Regions from separate parts of the Macaca mulatta genome. Here region 2 is linked to region 1. Evidence: chromatin contacts called from public Hi-C data. All regions are on one chromosome and are shown on one strand. The core of a region is the stretch at or near the end of the contact, and the rest is flanking DNA. Distances in the headings are between cores, read along the strand shown.

What was found. Hi-C and Micro-C count contacts between places; a contact is called where the count stands out from the background.
Region 2: a contact with region 1 is called in a Hi-C map of liver, with 2.7 times the contacts expected there. The contact joins the promoter of FKBP9 here to the promoter of NT5C3A in region 1. A contact is called at or near these places in 4 of 14 Hi-C or Micro-C datasets (blood, fetal cortex germinal zone, fibroblasts and 1 more).

Annotation. Positions count from the first base shown.
Region 1 is chr3:95,261,337-95,269,078 of T2T-MMU8v2.0, reverse strand. NT5C3A (5'-nucleotidase, cytosolic IIIA) reads right to left here and starts at 2,952. Exons shown (of 9, transcript NM_001261493.1): 1 at 2,730-2,952. The coding sequence starts at 2,882.
Region 2 is chr3:95,371,046-95,378,787 of T2T-MMU8v2.0, reverse strand. It overlaps FKBP9 (FKBP prolyl isomerase 9), which reads left to right and starts at 4,607. Exons shown (of 10, transcript XM_015133750.3): 1 at 4,607-4,926. The coding sequence starts at 4,706.

The DNA of each region.
Region 1 (7,742 bases), core at 1,703-4,202:
TAGTGGCATAGTTTAAGGCCTCTAATCCTCTTTCGCAAGAAATACTACCAACCTCCTAAATTTCTTTCTTTCCAGGATCTTCCCTTCCAATCCACTTTATTTTCATAAAACACAGTATTGGGTGTTTTGTTTCTTTGTTTTGAGACTCTGGGTGACTCTGTCACCCAAGCTCGAGTGCAGTGGTATGATCATGACTCACTGCAGCCTCAACCACCTTGACTCAAGAGATTCCACTTCTGGCCCGTAAGTAGCTGGGACTACACTACAGGTGTGTGCCACTGCACTGGCTAATATCTTTATTTTTTGTAGAGAAAGGGTCTCCCTATGCTGCCTAGGCTGGTCTCGAACTCCTGGGCTCAAGGGATCCTCCCGCCTCAGCCTCTGAAAGTGCTAGGATTGCAGGCGAGAGCCACCTTACCTTGCCAAAGTAAACCTTCGATGATCTTTTGTTGCAAAATAAAGAGCAAACTCTTTATAATGGCTTTACAAAATTCCTTTACAATTCAGTTTCTTGATCCACATTCTCTTTCATTCTTTTCTTTTTTTTCGAGACCGGGTGCTCCCACCTCACCCTCCCGAAGTGTTGGGGTTACAGGTGTGAGCCACCATGCCTGGCCATGACTGGCTTCTTCTGTACATTAATCTTGCAGGCCTATGGAATATTTCAGCTGTAGCATAAACAACCCACTAGCAACTTCCTCATGTCTCTCAATTAAAAACTCCTGAAAGACAATGCATCCTTTTGAGCCAAGTCCCAGAAGTTACTGGTTTTCTTAGCCAGTTAGATAGGCCCAACTTGGTTAGGTAGTTAACTCTACTAGCTGTGTCCAATATGAGCTATGTCTATTGGACATCATGGGTTTGCAGAGATTTTTCTGAAGGAGGAGGGGAGAGGATGGGCAGAGCAGACCCACATTATTACAGAAAGATAGAACCAGGATTCCACCCCAGGTCTTCTGACCTCCAGTCAAATACTTCTTCCACTTGAAGAAGCAAACTATTAAAATTTAAAAAGTTAACATGAGCTGTTTTCACTTTTTCCATTGAAAAGCTACTAGCAGGCTACACATATATTACAATCTGAATCGATACACTATGCATACATGTAAATAATGACTGATTTCTTTAGTACAAATAAGTTGGTATTCTTGATAGGTCTTCATTATTTGTCACAAAGATAGCAAACTGTTCCTATGATGGTATCATTGAAGGATTTTGTGAAAACATTGATTTTTAACCTTACTTGGCTTAGAGAAGCGGTATAACAGACCAATCTACAGTTTAAGCACAGACAGGGAGATATGGCAACCCGGTTTTTTCCCCTACACAGGCATTATTAACCTTGGGTTGTGGGCAAAAGCAAGCCAAGTTTTCTGAGCAGGAAAGCAACAAGAGCAAAATGAAACTTCTGAGATAAAACCATTTGCTGCTGTGGGCCTATAGAAGTGGGAGAAACGAATTTTCATAAGCCTTTAGAATGATTAAGACCCTTTAAGAATAAATTAATTCAAAATTGTGGAATATTATTGTAATATGAGACAAGTGGGAACTTTTTTTTTTTTTTTCAAAGAGGGTCTCGCTATGTTTCCCAGGCTGGAGTGCAGCAGCTAGCTATTCACAGGTGTGATTACAACCTTGAACTCCCAGACTCAAGTGATCCTCCTTTCAGCCTCCCAAATAGCTGGGACACTGGCTACTTTTAATTATGCAAATCTGGCTGTATTCAACCTGGGGTCAATACAACCTACAGGACAAATCGTGTCTTTCATCAGTTTGAACATATTGCAGGTGCTGAGAAATTCCAAGTATTACAACCTAAAATGATATTATTTAGTGTAGTAGATTTAAAATTTTTCTCTGTCATCTGACCCTAGATGTTCATCTGATCCTAAATGTTCACATGTATAGCACACGGTCAGGCGTATACCCAGGATTATGCATTTCAGAAAATACATAAGAATCCAAGTTTGTGCAAGAATTGTCTTCCTGAGTGGGATCTAATTAAAATACAAAACGAAACTAAATATCCTTATTTTTGAAACGAATTACTTATAATGTATCTCAAATGTAATTATTGACACACCCTCTTCGATAAAAAATTAAATTCGAAAATTTATACAAGAGCTTTGGGAGTTAAGATGAACAAAAATATATTTCGTGGGAGTTTTGAGACAAGAAGGAATACATTCAAACACAAAATAAACTATCCTGAATTTCTTCTGGATTGTCATTCTTGTAAAATTTTAGATATTGCACATTTTCATAATCTAACTCATGGCAGTCCCAACATAAAACAACTAGTCCTCTGCGGGAATTGTAACTAGATGAGCGGCAACGGTTTGACGCGGATCCGGGAGGAGGGCGGGAGCAAGGCAGGGAGAGAAGGAGCGGCCTGCCCAGGACATGCAGCTTATCTCTAGAGAAACGGGTTTTGCAGCACAAGGTAGCCTGTGTCCGATTCATCTATTTTCTGCCTTGCTCCTTCAAATGGAAACCTAACAAAGACCACAGGCAGCCGAGGGCCGCAGCCGCAACCCTGGTCACCAAGCCCGAGGAGTGGCCGCACGCGGGGCAGCCGCGTCCTCCAAGCTGCTCGTCCCGAGCTAGCGAGATCCCAGCCTGACAGGCGACGCCGGCAGCTCCCGGTCGCGACCGAGCAGCGGCCAAGGCCAGCTGACGGCCCAGCCGGTCCCTCGCGTGCTCTGGGCGCGCCGAGCCTCCACACTCACCATCTCGATGATCTTGGTCTTCCGCCCCGTCTTCCTCTTCAAGGTGAATATGTACTGAGCCAGCACCACCCCCGCCACCAGGGCGCACACGCTGGCGCTCGCTACCGCGCCCACCCTCGCCACGGCCGCGCGGTCCATGGACGGGGCCCTCATGCGCGTCCCAGCAGGAAAAAAACAGGCAACTCGCGGAGACTGCGAGTCTCAGAAGCGCGGGATCCCAGAGCACCAGGGACGAGCCCGCGACACCCCGCCCCGCGCAGCTCCGCCCCCACGAAGCCCCACCCACACGCCATCGATGGGAGAGGCGGGGACGCGGCGGGAGGGGCGTGGCTTGTGCCCGGAGCCCAGGCTGGGGGCGGGCCTTCCGCAGACTCAGGGTCTCAGGAGCTGCTGCCAGGGCAGGGCAGAGTATTGCAGTAATTATCCTTCTCTGCTAATGAGGATTAGGCCGTGGTTCACTCGAGCCCCGCCCCAATAGAAATCTAATTCCAACCGCGGCCCACTCAGAAGTCGGTCGCCACCTTTGCGCCTCAGCCCCTCTGGACTCCGGCCCCCAGAAGGCGGTGCGGCACGGTGTGACCTGCGCAGTGGCGTCCGTTGTAAGTGCTATGACAACCGGGCGAAGACGGCTCAGAATTAGGCCGGGGAGGGTAGGTGTCCCTTCCGCCGCGGCCGTCGGGTTTCTGCTACATCCCATTCGCCGCCTCCGAAATCCTTTCCTCCTCTGTGTGAGCAGAAGGGCTTGCAGTTGTTCTCTCCTGCCTAGTGTCTTCCAAGGGATAGATGCCATTTCCTCTGCTAGTCTCTGGGGGTGACGAGGGGCGCAGCGGAGCTTCTTGGGGAAATCGCTCCAACTCTGTGGAGCTGGTGGTGCTGCCTGGTGGGGCCCCCTCTTCCCGGGACGTGGAACAACTTTCAGCCGGAGGACGAGAGGAAATAGTTGTAGGAGAGGAAAAATTGTTTCCTTCTAGCCTTTTAGATTATTTGGCTGGTCTACAAATTACATTGATGTAAGACAGAGGAACATGAGAAAAACAATTTGTCGACCGAAAGGTGAAATAACAGGCACTAAAACTTAAAGAAATCATTGTTAGTTTTATTATCGGCCAAGTTTGAGGACTTAAGCCTGGGAACATAGACTCAGTATAGACCGAGAACGTGTCCCAAAGTAAGTTAGCTGGGAGTATAACCTGAGGAAGACTGAGTTTTAATACTGTAATATTTGATTATCAATATCCATATTACTGTGTCATTTTGTCTCCAGAGTAATTTTTTATGAATCCGGTTTTGCACCAAATAGCAATATGACTTAAATGTTGTCTGATTGTGAGGCCTAAGATGGTCACAGCCTCATTTATCTTTCTTCCTCAACAAAAACATCTTTTTTTTTTCCATATATTACATATTATTTTGAATGGGTAGAGACTAAAGCCATGTTTCTATAATTTCAGGATTTTAAACATTTTGTAGACAATAACATTCGTCTTGAAGCTGTGTACAATCTAAAACAGAAATGGAGTTCCAAATTTTGTTTTTGTAATACGGCCCATCAACTGCACATGGGAAGAATGTGGGTACTCTGAAATGTGATGTATATTTTAACTAGTTATACTATATCATAGGTCTGATTATCATATATATGAGATGTTAAAGCTGTAGGAGTAAAGTCTATTAGACTACAAACCCTGGTAGTAAATTTCCAGGAGGAAAGGGGGTCCATATGTTTTTGTAAGTGTAAACCTTGTCTTTCTGAATCTAAGAGGGTTGGAGGCCATGTTTGGAGGCCATTTCAGCTTCTATGTGAATTAACATATTAATTACTCTTATTGAAAGAGATGAAAGATCTTGATATGGTTTGACTCTGTGTCCCCACCCAAATCTCATTTTGAATTGTACTTCCATAAATCCCATGGGATGGACCTGATGGGAGATAATTGAATCATTGGGGTGTTTTCTTATATACTGTTCTCGTGGTAGTGACTAAGTCTCACAAGCTCTGATGGTTTTATCAGGGGTTTCCGCTTTTGCATCTTCCTCATTCTCTCTTTGCCTGCTGCCATCCATGTAAGATGGGACTTGCTCCTCCTTGCCTTCTGCTATGATTGTGAGGCTTCCCCAGCCACGTGGAACTGGAAGTCCAATTAAACCTCTTTCTTTGTAAATTGCCTACTCTAGGGTATGTCTTTATCAGCAGCATGAAAACAGACTAATACAAATCTCTGCAGGAACTACAAAATACTGATGAAAGAAATCAGGCCAGGTGAGGTGGCTCGTGCGTGTAATCTCAGCACTTTGGAAGCCCGAGGTTGGGGGATTGCTTGAGGCCACAAGTTTGAGACCAGTCTGGGCAACATAGTGAGACCCTGTCTCTGCAAACTCTGCAAAACCAAAGAAATTAGCTGGGCATGGTGCTGCGTTTCACTCTTGTCCATGTGAAGAGACCACCAAACAGGCTTTGTGTGAACAACAAGGCTGTTTATTTCACCCGAGTGCAGGCGGGCTGAGCCTGAAAAGATAATCAGCGAAGGGAGATGGGGTGGGGCCATTTTATAACATTTGGGCAGGTAAAGGAAAATTACAGTCAAAGGGGGGTTGTTCTCTGTCGGGCAGGGGTGGGAGTCACAGGGTGCTCAGTGGGGGAGTTTTGAGTCAGGATGAGCCAGGAGAAGGAATTTCACAAGGTAATGTCATCAGTTAAGACAGGAACAGGCCATTTTCACTTCTTTTGTGATTCTTCACTTGCTTCGGGCCATCTTGGCATATAACCTAGGGGATACGATGGCTTAGCCTGGGCTCAGAGGCCTGACACTGCCTGCCTGTAGTCCCAACTACTCAGGAGGCTGAGGTGGGAGGATTGCTGGAGCCTAGCAGTTGGAGGCTGCAGTGAGCTATGATTATGGACTCCAGCCCTGGTGAAAAGTTCAGGAGATTGAGACCATCCTGGCTAACATGGTGAAACCCCGTCTCTACTAAAAACACAAAAAATTAGCTGGGTTTGGTGGCGGGCACCTGTAGTCCCAGCTACTTGGGAGGCTGAGGCAGGAGAATGGCATGAACCCAGGAGGTGGAGCTTGCAGTGAGCCAAGATCATGCCACTGCACTCCAACCTGGGCGACAGAGCAAGATTGCGTCTCAAAAAAAAAAAAAAAAAAAAAAAAGTGAGACCCCTGTCTCAAGAAAAAAAGAAAAGAGTGGAAGAAAGGGAAGGAAGGAAGGAAAGAAAAAAAGAAAGAAAGAATAGATGACACAAACAAATGGAAAAATACCCCATGCTCCAGGATTAGAAGAATTAATGTCATCAAAATGACTGTACTGCCCAAAGCAATTCAAATTTAACAATACAGATTCAGCAAATACAGATTCAGGAATACAGATTCAGCAAATGCCGATTCAACACAATACCTGGCAAACTACCAACATCATTCTTCATGGAATTAGAAAAAACAATCCTAAAATTCATGTGGAACCATAAAAGGGGCCAAATAGCCAAAGCAATCCTAAACAAAAGGAGTAAAGCTGGAGGTATCACATTTTGACTTAAAATTATACTACAAAGCCATAGTAAACAAAACAGCATGGTACTGGCATAAAAATAGACATGACACATAGATCAATGGAACAAAATAGAGAAACTAGAAATAATGCCCCATATCTACAAAAACCTGTTATTTGACAAAATATACACTGGCAAAAGGACACCCTATTCAATAAATTATGCTGGGATAATTTTAGAGCCATATGCAGAAGAATGAACCTGGACCCCCATCTCTCACCGTATACAAAAATTAACCGAGAGGGATTTAAGACTTAAATGTAAGACCTGAAACTATAAAAATCCTAGAAGAAACCCTGGGAAAAACTCTTTTGGACATTGGCCTAGGCAAAGAACTTATGACTAAGTCCTCAAAAGGAAACAACAAAAACGAAAAACAAAAGTTGACAAATGGGACTTCATTAAGCTAGAAAGCTTCTACATGAATAAACAAATAATCAACAGACTAAACATACAACCTATAGAATGGGAGAAAAGATTTGCAAAGAATGCATGTGACAAAGGGTGACTATTCAAAATCTACAAGAAACTCAAACTATTCAACAAGAAAAACCATTAAAAAGTGACCATACTGCCCTTGACATGAAGGACAAGAACAAACATTTTTCAAAAGAAGACATACAGATGGCCCAAAGCATATGAAAAAATGCTCTACATCACTGGTCATCAGAGAAATGCAAATCAAAACCACAATGTGATATCATTTCACACCAGTCAGAATGGCTTTTAAAGTCAAAACACAACAGATGCTGGTGAGGCTGTGGGGAAAAGAGAATGCTTAAACACTATTGGTGGGAATGTAAATTAGTTCAGCCACTGTGGAAAGCAGTTTGGACACTTCTCAAATAACATAAAACAGAACTACAAGTCAACCCAGCAATCTCATTACTGGGTATATATTCAAAAGAAAATAAATTATTTTGCCAAAAAGACACATGCATCACAGCAATATTCACAAGAGCAAAGACATGGAATCAACCTAGGTGTCCATCAACAATGGACTGGATAAGGAAAATGTAGTACATGGACATGATTCAATACTACACAGCCATAAAAAAAAGAACAAAATCATGTCATTACAGCAACATTGATGAAGCTGGAGGCCATTATTCTAAGCAAATTAATGCAGGAACAGAAAACCAAGTGCTGCATGTTCTCACTTATAAATGGGAGCTAAACATTGAGTACTCATGGACATGAAGATATATATAACATATATATTTTTATGTATAAATTATATAAATTATTTACATAGTGTATGTATAAATTATATGTAAATTATTTACATAATGTATGTATAATATTTATACATTATATACATCATATATAATATATAATATAAATATAATATATAAATTTATAATATAAAATGTAACATATATAAAATATTTATGTCATATGTAATTTATATAATATATAGTATATAATACATATTATATATGACATATATTTGACATAAT
Region 2 (7,742 bases), core at 3,358-5,857, 110 kb before region 1:
GGATATAGCAGGCAAGGCTTTGTCTGCTACATGATTTTTACTGCTCAAATGGCTGGGCTGACTTGAACACAGGGCAGATGGCTAATCCAAGGGCTGCTTTACTCACATTTTTGCTGCCTATGCTGGGATGGCTGAGGCATGGGCTCAGATGTAACTATCAATCACAGAGTCCACATGTGACCTCTCCAGCATGGAGGGCTCTTGGTAGTGGGACTTCTTACAGGGATCAGGACTTAAGGGGCAAGTGTTCCAGTGAACCGGGTGGAAACAACATGGTCTTTTATGATCTAGCCCAGAAGTCATGGCCCATCATTTAGGTTGTAGTCTATTGGTCAGCACTGCTGTGGGCCTATCCAGATTCAACAGGATAATCATAAACTCCACTTCTCAATGGGAGGAGCCTCAAAGAATTTCAGGCCAACACAGATGGGATGTTCACTTATGCTTGCACATTTGTTTTGTCATATATTTGCAAGGGTTTTTTTGGTTTTGGTTTTGTTTTTTTTTTGAGACAGTCTCACTCTGTCACCCAGGCTGGAGTGCAGTGGTGCTATCTTAGCTCACTGCAACCTCATCCCCCGGGTTTAAGCGATTCTCCTGCCTCAGCCTCCCAAGTAGCTGGGATTACAGGCGCCTGCCACTACACCCAGCTAATTTTTGTATTTTTAGTAGAGATAGGGTTTCACCATCTTGGCCAGGCCAGTCATGAACTCCTGACCTTGTGATCCACCCACGTTGGCCTCCCAAAATTCTGGGATTACAGGCGTGAGCCACCATGCCCGGCTGTAAGTTTTTTTTTTTTTTTTTTTGAGATGGAGTCTTGCTCTGTCGCTAGGCTGGAGTGCAGTGGCACGATCTCAGTTCACTGCAAGCTCCACCTCCCAGGTTCACACCATTCTTCTGCCTCAGCCTTCTGAGTAGCTGGGACTACAGGCGCCCGCTACCACGCCCAGCTAATTTTTGTATTTTTAGTAGAGATGGGGTTTCACTGTGTTAGCTAGGATGGTCTCGATCTCTTGACTTCGTGATCCACCCGCCTCAGCCTCCTGAAGTGCTGGGATTACAGGCGTGAGCCACTGCGCCTGGCCAAGTATTTTTTCAAATTATCATTTCTCTTTAAAACTTTCTGGCATTTTTTAATAACAAGATTTTTTTTTCTTTTTTGAGACAGAGTCTTGGTATGTTGCCCAGGCTGGACTTGAACTTCGGGCTCAAGAGATCCTCCACCTCAGGCTCTCAAGTAATTAGGACTACAGGCTCCTGGCTCCTGCCACCATGAGCAGATGTTCGTTTTTATTTTATTTTACATATATTTTTAAACAGGTTCTCACTCTGTCACCTAGGCTGGAGTGCAGTGGTGTGATCACAATTCATTGCAGCCTCCATCTTCTAGGCTGAAGGTGATCTTCCCACCTCAGCCTCCGAAGTAGCTGAATGGGGACTATAGGTGCAGGCCACCCTGCTCCACCTTTTTTTTTTTTTTGAGACAAGGTCTCTTTCTGTCACCCAGGCCGATTATGCAGTGGTGCAATCATGGCTCACTGCAGCCTCAACATCCAGGGCTCAAGCGATCCTCCAACATCAGCTTCCAAATAGCTGCGACTACAGGCACACACCACCACATCTCGTTAATTTTTGTTTGGTTTTTGTTTTTCTTTTTGAGACAGGGTGTCACTCTGTTGCCCAGGCTGGAGTGCAGTTTTTTTTTTTTTTTTTTTTTCTGTAAAGTAGTGATTATGACCTTATACAGAGTTGTCATGAAGATTGGACTTCTTGGCATCTAGTTTAAGTGATCAAGTTTCAAATCCCAAGTCTTTACAATTAATATGTATTGTATGTTTAGCATCTGAGCCTAGAAACTAATTCAGCACCAAGATATTTCCCGAAATTGCCATAAGAGGTCAGTAGGCAAGATAAGTATAATCCGTTTTACAGTCAAGGGTGGAAGTAACAAGTTACCTGACTTGCCTGAAGCCACAGAGACATAAGTGAAGCAAAGACTGGACCAAAGTAAATGTATAGTGAATGAACTGAATGTCTGAATTCATGCCAATAAAATGTATAACAATTTTTATTATCAATGATTATATACTTCAAAATCAAGATGTTGTTTGACAATACAAAGATGACGTGCAAAAGTACTTTTTGGTGATCAATGCCATTAATAGACTACAATCAGAAAGTTTTTGTCTTTTTTTTTTTTTTTTGAGATAGAGTTTTGCTCTGTTGCCCATGCTGGAGTGCAATTGTGCAATCTTGGTTCAGTGCAACCTATGCCTCTGGGGTTCAAGCAATTCTCCTGCCTCAGCCACCAGAGTAGCTGGGATTATAGGCATGCAACACCACACCCGGCTAATTTTTGTACTTTTAGTAGAGACCGGGTTTCGCCAGGTTGTCCAGGCTGGTCTCAAACTCCTGAGGTAAAGCAATCTGCCCCCTTGGCCTCCCAAAGTGCTGGGATTACAGGGGTGAGTAATTTTTGTATTTTTTTTGTAGAGGTGGGGTTTTGCCATGTTGCCCAGGCTGGTCTCAAACTCCTGGGCTCAAGCAGTCCTCCTGCCTCAGCCTTCTAAAGTGCTAGGATTACAGGAGTGAGCCACCAGGCCCTCTGTTTGTTTTTAAAATCAGAGGTAGATGTTGAATTTTATCTCATGCTGTTTTGAGTCTATGGCCACATGATCTTAGAGCTTTTTCCCCCCTTCTTCTGTCCTATAATTTTTTTTTTTTTTTTTGAGACGGAGTCTCGCTCTGTCGCCCAGGCTGGAGTGTAGTGGCCGGATCTCAGCTCACTGCAAGCTCCACCTCCCGGGTTCAAGCCATTCTCCTGCCTCAGCCTCCTGAGTAGCTGGGACTACAAGCGCCCGCCACCTCACCTGGCTAGTTTTTTGTATTTTTATTGGAGATGGGGTTTCACCGTGTTAGCCAGGATGGTTTCGATCTCCTGACCTCGTGATCCACCCATCTTGGCCTCCCAAAGTGCTGGGATTACAGGCTTGAGCCACCACGCCCGGCCCTGTCCTATAATTTTATTAATAGGTGTTCTATTTCTAGAATAAGCTCTAAGATGAACAATGAATATTTTTCTTGTTGTTCGTGTAGTTTCTCACTCGATCCCTGAAACCTAATTGATTATAATAATCTTATAATTATTGTTTTATCTTCATCTTACAGAGAATACTGACATTTTGTTAATTTGCAGAAGCTCACCTAGGTAGTCCACGTAATGGTATATTTTTCCTTTAAAATACTGTTTTTTTATTTTTTACTTATTTTTTTTGAGGCGGAGTCTCACTCTGGAGTGCAGTGGTATGATTTAGTGGTGTGATCTTGGCTCACTGCAACCTTCAACTCCCAGGTTCCAGTGATTTTTCTGCCTCAGTCTCCCAGGTAGCTGGGACTACAGGCCGTGCCACCACACTCTGCTAATTTTTGTATTTTTAGTAGAGAGAGGGTTTCACCATGTTGGTCAGGCTGGTCTTGAACTCCTGACCTCAGGTGATCCAACCACCTCGGCCTCCCAAAGTGCTGGGGTTACATGTGTGAGCCACTGCGCCTGGCCGAATATACTGTTGAATCCGATTTTATCACGTTTTATTCAGTATTTTTGCATTTATATTTATAAATTAGATCGTGCCCTGTTTTTTCAGTTTTATTTTTCCTTTTTGTTGCTCTCTTTGCCAGGTTTTGGTATCAGAATTGTGTTTGCTTCCACAACAAGTTGAAAAAGCGTTGATTTGCTTTCATTATTTCAAAATTTTAATAAATTATAACAACCAATTCCAAGTGCATCTGACTACTCTGATGAATTCCTGTGGCATCTGGGTCTCTATGATGAAGTCCTCCCTGGCATAGGCTCCTATATGGGCGCGAGCTCGGCTCGCTGCAACCTCCGCCTCCCAGGTTCAAGGGATTATCCTGCCTCAGCCTCCCGAGTAGCTGAGAGTACAGGCGCGCGCCACCACGCCTGGCTAATTTTTTTGTATTTTTCGTAGAGACAGGGTTTCATTGTGTTGGCCAGGATGGTCTCGATCTCCTGACCTCGTGATCCGCCTGCCTCGGCCTCCCAAAGCGTTGGGATTACAGGCGTGAGCCATCGCGCCCGGCCTCCCTTTTCTTTTAAGTAGGAAGAAAAAAAAATCCCCAAGGATGGTTTCAGTCTCTTTCAAGGTAGATACCATACCTTTGTAACTAAGTTAAAAAAAAAAATCTAATTTTCCCTCCCTCTCCAAAGCAGCAAGGGGAAATTGGATCCACCGCCACGTAGGAGCCCCTCATGGCACCAAACCCGGTGTCTCCAGGGATGGGCGGAGACCAGCGGGTGGGTTTGGGCAGTACGCGCTTTTCTCTTCCGACTTTGGGCCAAAGCCTTGTCTGGAGATCACAGTGTCTCGCTCGGGGACACGCCCTCCCCAGGCCCAAACTGGGTCCCCATTTGGAGTTCCCAGCCCCCCTCCCCGCCGCGGCGCGCACATTCCCAAGGCCGGGCGGAGCAGGGCGCAGCAGGCCCGCCCTCGGCGCGCGGCCAGGCTGGGCTCCTCCCCTCGAGCTGTGGCCGGGGGGCGGGCGGCAGGGGAGAGGGGGTGGTGGCTGCAGCCCGGGGAGGGCCGGGAGACCGTTCCACGTTTGCAAACGCAGCCGCACGCCCAGGCCTACCCGTGCCGCCCGAGCTCCGCACTGCGTCCGCGCTACTCTCCTCGCCGCCCCGATGGCGTTCCGGGGCTGGAGGCCCCCGCCGCCACCGCTGCTCCTGCTGCTGCTCTGGGTGACCGGGCAGGCAGCGCCCGTGGCTGGCCTGGGCTCCGACGCGGAGCTGCAGATCGAGCGGCGCTTCGTGCCTGACGAGTGCCCGCGCACCGTGCGCAGCGGCGACTTTGTGCGCTACCACTACGTGGGGACGTTCCCCGACGGCCAGAAGTTCGACTCCAGGTACCGCGCCCTTGGCGCCCGGCGCGGCCTCCGCGGATGCGCGTCCCTCTCTCCCGACAGGCCTTTCCCTCCTGCCGGACCTCCCCTAGCTCCGCCCCGTGCATCCGCGCTCCTCCCTTCTTCCGCTGCCCAAATTCTCCCGGACCCCAGACCCTCCGCCGCGGGTGAGCCTCCCGGCCCTCATGTGTCCTAGGCCGCCTGCCTGGGACTGGACCCTTGGAAGACCATGAGCAGAGGGGTTGGGGCAGACCACGCCCTCCTTTTCCTCCAGCGCGTGGACACACGCAAAATCAGTGTAAAATAATCAGTGTGAGTGGGGGCCGCGTTGCACAACTGGAACCCCAAGAGTGGGTGTTCGTGCCTGCCTCTCTTCTCCCTTTCCTGTTCCTTCCCTCCGCTCCCTTGGGAATCTAGTCAGATGGTGCTTCTCACACAAAACGATGATGACGAAGAGGCTAGTGGCCGCAAACATACAATGAGCTGTTAACAATGTGTAGATGTAATTGTAAGTACTTTCCATATTGTAGTGTACTCATTTAATTGTACAGCAGTCTTGTGAGGTAGGTACTATCACTACCCTCATTTTATCAGTAAGGTAACAAGCAACTGAGGCTACGAAGCGTATTGAAACAATGGAGTCAGATTGTTTAATCCAACTCCAGAAGTCTGTGCGCGCAGCTACCATTGCCCTTCCTTTCCGGCCATACAAAAAAACCTCTCTTGGGGCTGGGCGTGGTGGCTCAAGCCTGTAGTCCCAGCACTTTGGGAGGCCGAGGCGGGAGGATCGCTTGAGCCCAGGAGTTTGGGGCTGCAGTGAGCTATGGTCGTGCCACTGCACTCCAGCCTGGGAGACAGACAGAGATCCCATCGCAAAACAAAACACAACACAACACCTCTCCTGGGCGGGAGGTGGTCCAGGACCGTCACTCCGCCTTGCACCAGGCCCTACACCAGGCCCAGAACTCCTTCTCTCAGCTCTGCCTCAGGATCACAGCACCGCTCTCCAGTTTCCCTCCAGTTTAGTTTCGGGTTTAACAGGCCTCTCTTCCTCCAGCACCAGGCTACTCCTCCCCAAGGCTTTTGTTACAAACCCTGGTCCGTGCCAGCACTTCCCTTCGTGAATCACTAGATCAGGCAGAGAGAGCTATTTGTTGAGCCCCTGCTATGTGCCCCAAGGCCTAGGGTCATTATGAATATTTTGTAGACTCTTGACTTTTTTGAAGTTCCAGACAATGAATATACAAAAGCTTTTCAGCATAGTATGTGGCACTAGCAAGTGCTTAGAAATGATCATTCTTACTACTGTTTTAGTTGCTTAAAAAAAAAAAACTAGCTTTATTGAGATATAATGCCATACAATTTGCCCTTTTGGTGTGTACAATTCAATGTTTTTTAGTATATTCACAGAGTTATGCAAACATCACAACTAGCCAATTCCAGAACATTTTCATCATCCCCCGAAAAGAAATGCAGTCACTCCCCAACCCCAGTTAGACTGCCCTCCAGTCCCTTTCAACCACAAATCCACTTTATGTCTCTATGGATTTGCCTCTTCTAGACATTTCGTGTAAATGGAATCATATAATTTGAGTTGCTTTGTATAATCCAGCTTCTTTCATGGTTCATCTATGTTGTAAAGTATGTCAGTACTTCATTCCTTTTTGTGGCCGTATATGTAATATTCCATTGTGTCCATTCATCAGTTGATGGAATTGCTTACACTTTTTGGCTATCATGAATGATGATGTTATGAACATTTATATGCAAGGTTTTGTGTGGATGTACCTTTTCCTTTTTTTTGGATATACACTTAGGAGCTGGAATTGCTGCGTCCTATGGCAACTATGTTACAAACGTTTTGAAGAATAGCTAACCTGTTTCCCCACAATGGCTGCACCATTTTACATTCCCACCAGCAGTGTATGAAGGTTCATAGTTTTCTACCATCTCATCAACACTTATACTTGTCTTTTTTTTTTGAGACAGAATTTCGCTCTTGTCACCCAGGCTAGAGTGCAATGGTGCGATCACAGCTCACTGCAATCTCCCTGCCTCCCAGGTTCAAGCAATTCTCCTGCCTCAGCCTCCTGAGTAGCTGGGATTACAGGTGCCTGCCACCACGCCCAGCTAATTTTTGTATTTTTAGTAGAGATGGGGTTTCGCCATGTTGGCCAGGCTGGTCTCAAACTCCTGACCTCAGGTGATCTGCCCACCTCAGTCTCCCAAAGTGCTGGGATTACAGGTGTGAGCCACTGCGCCTGGCCTGTCTGTCTTTGATTGTAACCATTTAGTGGGTGTGAAATGATATCTCATTGTGGTTTTGATCTGCATTTCCCTAATGGCTAACGATGTTGAGCATCATGTGCTTATTGACCATTTGTGTATCTTCTTTCATGTGCTTCTTTCATAGGGAAGAATTTGTTGCTTGAGTTGATAGTAATTAATTTCAGTAGAACAAGTTATCCTACTATCTAGAACATCTCTACGGTTGGCAGCCACTGTGAGGCAGTGTAGGGCAGTTTAAAGAGCATGGAGGAGCTACCATCCATTCATCAAACATTTTGCAGTGTCTATCCCTCAAGACAGAGACTAGTCCTAGTCTAGTATGTCTCTTCCCCATCTCTACCACTTACAGCCTAGGCTATTACAACGTAGTGTGATAAGTACAGTAAGATAGTAGCGCACACTCTGTCTCTCATAAAGTTCACACATAGTTCTTACCATGTGCCTTCACATATGTTAACTCATTTAATCTTAGAAGAATTCGTTTAACTTCACAAGACAGTGAGGTAGGTACCTCATTACAAATGAAGAAA